2 separate regions of the Mus musculus genome follow, and region 1 is linked to region 2. The links are chromatin contacts, called in public promoter capture Hi-C maps. All regions are on one chromosome and are shown on one strand. Each heading gives the region's core, a stretch centred on a gene start, on an enhancer-like site or on the middle of the called end of the contact. The rest is flanking DNA. Distances are from core to core; before and after follow the strand shown. Region 1 holds the start of Bbs1 (Bardet-Biedl syndrome 1 (human)). Region 2 holds the start of Cd248 (CD248 antigen, endosialin).

Evidence for each region. Promoter capture Hi-C pulls out the DNA fragments that hold promoters and counts their contacts.
Region 1: a contact with region 2 is called in a promoter capture Hi-C map of stem cell-derived epiblast-like cells, with 5 times the contacts expected there. The contact joins the promoter of Bbs1 here to the promoter of Cd248 in region 2. A contact is called at or near these places in 1 of 39 promoter capture datasets (stem cell-derived epiblast-like cells), 2 of 115 datasets of contacts at active chromatin or transcription factors (embryonic stem cells and pancreatic cancer cells) and 3 of 9 other capture datasets (adipose tissue, liver and pancreatic islet).

The regions. Positions count from the first base shown.
Region 1 is chr19:4,904,985-4,909,645 of GRCm38.p6, reverse strand. Bbs1 (Bardet-Biedl syndrome 1 (human)) reads left to right here and starts at 3,019. Exons shown (of 17, transcript NM_001033128.3): 1 at 3,019-3,090; 2 at 3,428-3,504; 3 at 3,627-3,661. The coding sequence starts at 3,044. Dpp3 (dipeptidylpeptidase 3) reads left to right here. Exons shown (of 18, transcript NM_133803.2): 18 at 1,849-2,417. The coding sequence ends at 2,024.
Region 2 is chr19:5,066,633-5,072,006 of GRCm38.p6, reverse strand. Cd248 (CD248 antigen, endosialin) reads right to left here and starts at 3,929. Exons shown (of 1, transcript NM_054042.2): 1 at 1,367-3,929. The coding sequence starts at 3,881. The coding sequence ends at 1,584.

The sequences.
Region 1 (4,661 bases), core at 1,770-4,269, 160 kb after region 2:
TTTCAGAATCCCTGACCCTGCCTGCATGGTGCCAGTACCTTGTGTGCCCTAGCTCTCCAATGCACCAAGGCCACTCTACTCGATAGCCTTTGTACACGCTGTACCCTCTGCTTGGCACAGTGTCCCTCAAATCTGTGTCTGTCTGATTCTTCTGGTTGGTCAGGTCCCCGTTAAATGGCACCTTCCTGAGACATTCTGTCTCCAGCCCCTCAACACGAAATAATCCCTTCAGTCTCTTATCTCTCAGCTTCACTTTCTTGGTGCTTTGGCAACATGGAGTTCAGGGAGGCCACTGAGGGATGGGGCAGTGCACGGAGCTGAGGTCATTGTCTAATTCAGAGCCCATTAGGGATAAAAACTCAACAGAGATATCAATCACACATGTTTAAAGGACAAACCGTGCTCTGAACACTTGGATAAAAATCACACCTGTAGCTTCAGAGTGTCCAGGAGGTCTTGGGGGGAAGTGGTGGAAGGGACCAGACCTGAGGAACAGGTTGGAGTTTTCAAAGGTACTGGCGAGCTGGGGTGTGGTCCATGGTAGAACATTTGCCCAATATTTAAGAGGCCCTGGGTTCCACCCCCAGCGCTTTGGTAGTTGGTAGTGGTGGTAATGGTGGTGGCAGAGGGCTTGCAGGCCCTAGGGTACTGGGTGAAGTGTTCTCACAATAGGCCGGGCTGTGGCTCACTGGTAGCCTGCTTTGCACTGCCAAATAAGGTGCAGGTTCTATCCCCAGTACTGGGGGGAAAAAGAAAAGGAAAGGAAAGGAAAAAGGGAAAGAAAAGAAGAGAAAAGAAAAGAAAGGAACTTTTCAAGAATGAAGTCCCCAGGCCTGGTGAAGACTGGTTACAATACCCCTCATCAGTTTCATCTGGGAACTAAAATACACACAAGTGGTCTTCACAGAGCCAGGACTTAATTTAGGCCATGTTAGCCACTGTGTACCCCTCAGTGCCACAGGCTTCACAGAGTGCAAAGGTTGAGCAGCTGAGGGGTGATCCAGGGGCCTCGAGACAGGCTCATTTAACAGGTCAGATGCACAGATGTGCAGAGCGGCTACTGAGCACCCCACTGACGCTCTGTCCCACGCAGTCCCCGTCGCACAAGAGGAGAGGTTCTGTGCTCATGCCCCACTTTACCCACAAGGCACTGAGGCTGAGAGCAACTGGGAAACTTGCCCACGATCTAGACATATGAAGCAGTTTGATCTAACTTGACTATCTTGTTTGATCTAACATAGCACTTGAAATTTGATTTCGGATTTATTTATTTGATGTGTGTTTTACCTGCATGTATGTATGTACCATGTGCATGCAGTGCCCTTGGAAGCCACAAGAGGGCATTGGATCCCCTGGGGCTGGAATTACAGATGATTGTGAGCCACAGTGTGGGTGCGGGAGGCCAGGCTAAGAGCAGCCAGAGTCCTCAACAAGAGCCACTCGTACTCTAACCCCCTGAGCTATCACTCCAGCCCTGACAGAGTGCTTTTATCAGTCATTTTTATTAGTGATTGTTGGGGTTATGTTGGCTTTGTTGAGACCAGGATTTCCTAGGCTAGCCTTAAAATTAATAATCCTTTTCCCCCAGTTCCTTGAGTGCTGGGATTATGGTGTGTGCTACCATGCCAGACATGATTTAAATCTTGACTTGAGGGAAGGATGAGGTCAAGTGGCAATTCATTTAAGTCTAAGTCTCCCCCCATGTAATTCTGCCTTCCTGGCAGGGTTATTCTGATGTAGGTAATTAGATAACTATCCTGAACATTGACAGTTTGTGCCGGAGCTCGCTCAGAACTCGCCGCCCCTAACTACATCTTTCTGTGCTGCTGTTTTCTCTCCATCCCCCAGGCTCAGAAGTACAACTTGTGGAGTATGAGGCCTCAGCCGCTGGTCTCATCCGCTCCTTCTGTGAGCGGTTTCCCGAGGATGGGCCCGAGTTGGAGGAGGTTCTTATCCAGCTGGCTGCAGCAGATGCCCGATTCTGGAGGAACCAGGCCCAGGAGGCCCCACCTGGCCAGGCTTGAGAAGATCTGTGTGGTCTCTCCCCTCTTTGTCAAACCAGGGCTGTCAGTAGCTCTGAGTTGTGTGTGATTAGGAGTCAGGGGAGGGAGGGGCAGGAGCTTGGACTTTGGTGCTACCTCAGCTGAGGGTGGTGATGCGAACCCCTTCCATTTGTCAGCACTTTGCAGTTTACCGTATGTCCTCAGTTTCTGGATCTGCACTGCCATCTATGGCCGGAGCTCAACAGGGTGCCTAGTCCGGTTTTCCACATGGGAAGGTGGCAATTCTGAGAAGTGACTGTTCTAGACCCGGCAGGTGGCATGTGACAGAGCCAGGGCTCAAAGCATTCTCACCAAATCCAGCGCTCTTCGTGTATTACTTTTATAGCCAGAAAAATAAATATGACGACCACCATCTCTGCAGTGTATGTTTCTTTCTCTTCCAGTTCAAAGCCAGGGGAGGGCACACTACATCACTTTAGGCTTCCAATCCACAATAAGATTTTGAATATCATTTCCAAAGGAATGCACAAACTCACAACGTGTTCCGGAGCTCTTCTTTGTGACATATTTCTTAAGATTTGTGTGTTCGTGTGCATTTTCTTCATGGGTGTGGTGGTGGTAGCAGAGACCAGAAGACCCCATCAGATGCCCTGGAACTACGGTTACAGAATTGTGAGCTGCCATGTGGGTGCTGAGCAGTCCAGGGTCCTCTGCAAGAGCAGCAAGCACTCTTGTACTTTCAAATGTTTCCGGAGCCAAAGAACCGTAACACACTAACATGAGATCCTCACCCATTAATTTGTTTCTCAGTCTAGTCTTAATCCCTAAAAAGCGCTCCTCCCCAGGCCTCAAAGCCCAGGCCCCTGTCTTTAATGCAGAAACCATAAGTCAACATTGCATAGGACAAGGAAACCAGTGCTTATTTGGTCCCAGCCGGGACAATTTTACCCCGGAACCTTTGTTCCTGTGCTTTCGGATGCCCGGATTCTATTGGGTGTTGCGCGATGGCTGAGCTGGTTGCCAAGGCGACGCCTGGGAAAATGGCTGCGGCGTCTTCATCGGATTCTGACAGCGGGCGAGCTGAGAGGTTAAGTCCCGGATCCTCACCGCTTCCTTTCCCTCAGATGAATAGATGGTGCTTGGTAGCGGGTTCTGGGCTCTTGCTTTCGAGCAGCGGTGGAAGTTCTGGGAGGGCCCTTTAGAAATCAGAAGAAAGCTGATGGCCAAGAAGTATCTGTATGTGATTGGCTGGTCACTCCGGGCGCCAATTGAGCTCAGATCTAGACTTGGTATTATCCTTTCGATGTTCGTGCTCTGTTTCAGGCGTCATCTCGCTTAGAGATTTTATTTATTTATTTATTTATTTATTTATTTATTTATTTCGTCATGGGGCTCACTTTCCAACTATCTTTTTTCCCTCTCAGCAACGAAGCCAATTCTAAATGGCTGGACGCACACTACGACCCCATGGCCAACATCCACACCTTCTCCTCCTGCCTGTGTGAGTCTCTAGACATATCTAGGGACACCCAGATTCTAGGAGGATGGGAGGAACAGGGAACGGTTTCATGGAGAAATCTTTGAGATTCTGAGACTCCTTTTCGACCCTTTTGTGTTTTCTAGCACTGGCAGATTTGCATGGCGATGGGGAGTACAAGGTAGGCAATCAGAAAGTTGAGTGGTGTGTGTGTGTGTGTGTGTGTGTGACACTCAGAAGTGAGATTTGCAAAGAGGCTCAACATACTCTGGAACTCATCAGTACTAAAAAGGCACACTTCGTTGCAACTTCTTTCTTTTAACGATGTATTTTTATTTTGTGTGCGTTGGTGCTTTGCTTGTGTGTGTGCTTGTGTAAGGTTTCAGATCCCTTGCAACAGGATTTACAGACAGTTGAGAGCTGCCGTGTAGGTGCTGGAGTTTGAACCAGGATCCTCTGGAAGGACAGCCAGTGATCTTCACTGCTGAGCCATCTCTCTAACCCCAGAATTTCTTAGTAATTTGGAAAGTGAACATTAATTTTATAACATGATCTGCAGAGGTTAAACAGCAAGATGTTGTGGATTTATAGTACCAAGACATACGATTTTCTCTCTCTCTCTCTCTTTTTTTTGTCTTTGTTTGTTTGTTTTTCAAGACAGGGTTTCTCTGTGTAGCCCTGGCTATCCTGGAACTCACTCTGTAGACCAGGCTGGCCTCAAACTCAGAAATCTGCCTACCTCTGCTTCCCAAGTGCTGGGATTAAAGGCATGCCTCACCACTGCCCTGCTGACATATGATTTTCTAAAAAATAATTTGAGGGCCAGGAGTGGTAGTGCCTGCCTCTAATCACAGCACTTGGGCAATAGAAACAGGGCGATCCATGAGTTTGAGGGTGACCTGTGAAGTCCAAGGCCAGCCAGGTCTGCTTAGTGAAACTGCATCAAAAACAAAAAAACAAAAGCGAACTAACAAACAGAGCAATCTGCATCCCAAAACACAGCATCAAAATGAATTTATCTAGTGTTGGAAGGATGCATGCAGTGTGGAGGTCCGGTGACAACCTTTGAGAGTCGGTTCTCTCCTGTCATGTAGGTCCCAGCAACTGAGGTTAGGTCATCAGACATGGTGGTGCGCACCTTTACCCACTGCAGGTCCCAGTTCTTTATGTCTAATCATTAT
Region 2 (5,374 bases), core at 2,680-5,179:
CAGCTCCGCATCTGGTGCTCATTACTAGATGACAAAGAGCCGGCTCTGGGCCCCCTTCCCCACACCCATCCTCCCGCGGACTGCAGCGCATTTAACTCTTTCTCTCCCTCAGGGTGCTGACTACTCTCTGCCAGAGGTCATGGGAAGGAGCTTCAGGCCTCCGTCCCAGCAGACGGTGTCATTCCAAAAGTGGTGCCTCAGGCCCACGCTTTCTGGAAAACCAGGGGACCTCCCTCCATTCCATCCATCAATCCCCCGCCCCCTCGACTGCCTCTCCGAGGTTAAAGCTGGGAAGGATCTGGCAGGGGCGTCTGGTTTGAGTTAGGGGAACGTGAGAGTGGCTACCCGGGCGGTGCGTTCCCTCTGCCCCCCCTCTGTGAACCCCCACTCCTAGTTGGTCCCCAGCGCCCGCACTCCCTCTCCTAGTCTCCTGGGATACAATCCTTGGGCGAGAATGTGGCATAGGGGCTTCAAGAAGAGAAAGGGCGCTGGGCCACCCTCCTCACCTGCCTGGGGGCGGGGGGTGTGGGGTGTGCGGCTTTGCCCAGTCCTAATTAGAAGCCCCACGAGGGCTAAGCTGAAAAATTATAGAGGTGGTGGAACCGGCGTCTCCCTCTTCCAGGTCCCGTCCCTTCCCCCCAAGACAGTCAGCGAGGATAAGGGGGGGAGGTTATCTCACACTCGTGATCTCTGACCAGGACCCCAAACCTGAATAGCCTCGTGCTGCTAGGGTCTGCCGGGATTTTTTTCTAGCGGTGCCACTTTCACCCCAACAGGGTAAAGAGTAGAATGTGTTCCCTAGTGGGAAGGCCTTGTTTCTAAGTGGACCCAGGAAGCTAGAACTGGGCTTTCCTCAACCTATTCTTACCTCTTCCCCCTATTATCTTCTATGAAGGCGATAGACCTACAACCCTAGGGTGGCTGCATCCTTGGCGATTCCCTGCCTAGACCTCTGGGCAACCTATGACCATGAGAAAGAACGTTCAGAAGAAAGTTCAGAAGAGCAGACCGCTGGAGACTCCTCTCTCCCCTAATCTCCAGCCCCATCCTACCTGAGATTCCCAAACTCCAGCTGGACTCCAGTTCATCAGAGACCCTCACCTCAAGACCTTCCCCCAGATTTTTGTTGCATTTTAATAAAGTGGGGGACAAGTATGGACTTTCTCCCTTATCAAACCTCCAGGCCACTCAGCCTGCTGTGTAACAGAGGGTAAGTAAGGCCCTGCCCTCTCCTGTCTCATTTCACTGAAAATTACGAAGCATATCTTTTCTGAAAGGGGTCTTATCTCACCTAGATAAATGGAAGGTCCCTTTCCCCCTGAGGCCTCCCAGACCCTTCCCTCAGGCATCAGTGGGGATGATGAACTTTGGGTGAGGTTGGCACCCCATTTATTGGAGAAGATCCCAGCACCCACCCCTTGAGGTCCTGGAGTCCTGGTGTGTCCTTTGCCATGGATGCTGGGCTCAAAGAACAGAACCTCCTCTGTCAGCTGGGCAGCCCCCATAAGTCCTTGGTGTGGTCTCAGCCATGTGTCCAAAGCAAGTCCTTTTCTTCTATCCCACAAAGGGGCATCTGCACCCCATCACACACTGGTTCTACAGGTCTGTACCCCTGTAAGGCTGCCTCTGGGGGGCATGGGTTCTGTTGAGCTCTTGTTCCCAGCATGTGTGACCCAGCGATAGCAGTCCGTGATCCGCTTGTTGGGTGCGTGGGAGCCACAGCGAGTGCAGTACACAATGCCCAGGGCAAGCAGCACCACCAAGAAGACACATGTTGGCACCAGGAGTGCCACCAGCAGCCAGCGGTCATCCCTTTGGCTTTGGCCTGCAAGACCTGACTCTGCCAGGGCTGTTGGAGCTGCTGTGGAGGGCACCGAGGGCAGCTGTGGCACTGATTTGGGACTGGGAACTCCTTCCCTTGGGACTAGAGGGGCTCTGGAATAGGAATGTGTAGGGCTGATAGATGAGGTCTGGTTAGTGGGCCTCTGAGGGGGGAGGGGAGAAGAAGGGAAGGCTGGGGGCTGGTTGGCAGCAGGCACAGGAGTTTCATGGACAGAAGACCTGGAGTTGGTAGGAAGAGGGGGCTGGAGAGCTGAGACAGAAAGCTGGGGGGCCTGGGTTCTGATACCTGGAGCATCTGGGAGCAAAGGGTGTTGATGGGCTTTAGAAGTGGTATCCCCAGGATCAAGGTGAGGGGGGACTGGAGGCAAATAAGTGATAGTGTGGGTATCTGGAGACATAGGGGCCTGGTGGGGAGGGAAGACTTGGGGATAGTTGGTTGAGATAATGGGGGGCTGGTACGGAGGAGACCGTGCTGGGTGAGTGGCCGAGGTTATCCCAGGCTTGTGGCCAAAAGGCAGGTCTGGATAATTGGCCTTGATTTTGGGGATCTGGTGCTCAGAGAACACAGCTGGAGGTGTGGCAGGGGCCATGGCAGGTGGGTGGACAGGGCTCAGGGGTGGGCGTGTAGCTGAAATAACAGAGGTCTTGTGGGCAGAAGGTAGTGTGGGTCGAGTGGCAGAGATCACCATGGGCCGTGTGGCAGACACCACTGAGGAGTGGTAGGGGCCCCTGGGGGCACTAAGTGGGGGTGGCCAGGTAGGCTCCAGGTGCAATCTCTGAGGCTCTCCATCCTGTGGGAAGTTGGGCCTATAGGGCAGGCCAAAGTCAGGTGGATGTGTAGGTGCCAGCCATAGGATCCCCTGTTCCTCTGTCCAGGTGCCATCAAAGTCCTCCCAGGGCTCCTCTTCATCCTCCCCTTCTTCTCCATCATCCAGCAACTCATCTCTGAGATCCTGGGAAGCCTGGGCACCCATGGCTCCTGCAGGGCTACAGCTGATACCATCTGCCTCAAGCTCGTGACCCTCGCTGCAGTAACACTCAAAGCCACCAACATAGTTGACACACATCTGCTGGCACACACCAGCAATCTGGCACTCATCCGTGTCCACGCAGCGGTGTGGATCATCCTCAGCTGGCCGGAAGCCAAGGCGACAGTGGCAGCTATAGCCTTGTGGCCCTCCAGGTTCACACTGCTGCTCACAGGGGGCCTGGGCACAGGGGTCTTCACAACTGTGCCCATCTGCTGCTAGACGGAAGCCTTCACTGCAGCGGCAGGACACAGCACCGTCCACCTCTTCCACACACTCATGTTCGCAACCCCCATTGTCAGGACCACAGCCAGTCCCTGGGCACAGCGGGCCAGTCTGGGACCAGCCCACGCCACCTGAAGGCTGTTTCACGCACAGCAGAGAAGCTCCCCTGCCAGCTTGGCACTGCACAGCTGCCACGGAGCCAAAGGGCAGCCATTCGAACTCGCTGGAAACCAGGTTGAAGGGTGTGGTGTAGACAGCGGGACCGGCCTGACCCACCTCAAGCGGCAAGGCAGGGCAGGCACCCTCAAAACCAAACTGGCAGAGGTAGCCATCGACAGCCAGTGTGCACGAGCCTTCGAGCCAGCGATGCTCTCCGCTGGCCTCAAGGGCTGCACAGCGCTGGGCTGGGCAGGGTCCTTCCGTAGCCGGCTGGGCCCAGTTGGTGAAGGCGGTGTCCTGGTCTCCCGTGGTCCATATGAAGCCCCGCAGTGGGCGCTGCGGCTGGCATTGCCTAGCCTGCCGCTGCAACCCAATCCATAGCAGCCCGTTGGCCGGCCCGACCCCCACCAGGCTGTCCACACGCTGGGCCTCCTCTGGGGTCCGCGGTGTGGCCAGGTTGCCCCCCAATTCGCGGCACGCCCGCCAAGCTTCCAGGAATGTGCGGCGCCGGGGAAAGAGCGCGTAGCAGCTGCTGGGGCCGCACGCGGCTCGAGGCTCCGGCGTCCAGGGGACCTGGCCCAGTGCGGGCACCGCGGCCACCCAGGCCAGCAGCAGGCGCAGCAGCATCGCGACGCCCCCCGACTGGCCCGGCTCGGGCCTGCCGCTGCTCTTGACAGGGGGAGGGATCAAGGCCTCTGGCGGGAGGGCCGGGGGCGGGCCCGGCGGACTCACGCCTTGTAAGGAGTGGGCTGGGGCCGCTGCCAGCTCCCCTGCTAGCTCCCCGGGGGCTGCTGGAGCAGGAAGCAGTGGGGTGGGGGGGGTTCTGGGGTGAGAGGCGAAGGGCAGAGGAGGGGGGAGGTACAACTAACGGGCTACCTCAGGCGTTACAGAGCTGAGAGTCAGGGAAAAGGGAACCTGTCTGTCTGAGAAGCATCCCCAGTCAACCCTCTGAAACTTCAGCGTTGTTTGCAGCTAAGGCAGCTGGGGTGAAGCTGTCTTCCAGAGAGACTCCCGAAAGCCGGGATCTGGATTCACCAGTATCAGTATACTGGCTGCATTCTGAGCTCAACGACTTGATCGGGCCAGCCCTTTCTCATCACACATATGTGAACGACTCCTTCCAAGCCTGGCAAGAGCATCTTCTCTGACACCCTATCTAAGGCCGCCAAACCCCAGCCTCACACACGCAGCTCTCCTGACATGCTGTGTATGCCCTTAGGTGGATAAGCTAGGATGATGTGGCCTGCTAAACGGTCTCAACGATGAGGCCCCACCCATTCCTGCCTGGGCCCTGCGTGAGAATCAACTTGATAACCTCCTTGAGAACCACCTCAACCAGACACGTATTTGATGAGCCCTTCGCTCAGCCTACCTCACTCCCAAGTTTTTTTGGCTCCAGCAGGACCAGCATTAGGGGTTAGGGAGGGGGGAGGAGGCCAAGGCCTGCTCTCTCCTTACCCTGGCTCAGTCAGGGGCCCTGGGAACCTGGGCTTAGAGCGGGAGGAGGCTGCCCCCTAACAGGAAATGCCTCTCCAGGCTTCTGCTGCAGGAAGGCAGGGTGCATGACTCTGGGCTCTGTGGAGACTGAGCTCTGCTCAGGGTGAGCACGGCTGCTATGAGGGGACCTGTGCAAGACCATGTATGGGCATGGGGACACAACAGGATAGTAAGTGTGACACAGGCATCACATTGTCCTCCTTACTCCCAGGGTCCTCTTCCAGCCCTTCCTGGAGGCCTCTGGAGGTTTGCACACTGGGCCAGGCACCCAGGGTGGCCCTGGGATTCTGTGTGAAGGATTAACCCCTGCATTCTCTTTTTACCTTTATTTATTTATTTATTTATTTTTAAGAGATGGAGTTTGCTCTGTTGCCAAGGCTATTCCAAACTCCTGGATTCTAAGTAGCAGGTACTACAGTCACCCAACACCAGGTAATCCTTTTATACCCTTGGGGTTTTTTGTTTGTTTGTTTGTTTGTTTTGGTTTTCTGAGACAGGGTTTCTCTGTGTAGCCCTGGCTGTCCTGGAACTCACTCTGTAGACCAGGCTGGCCTTGAATTCAGAAATCTGCCTGCCTCTGCCTCCCGAGTGTGCCATCGTGCCCGGCTACTCTTGGTTTTTAT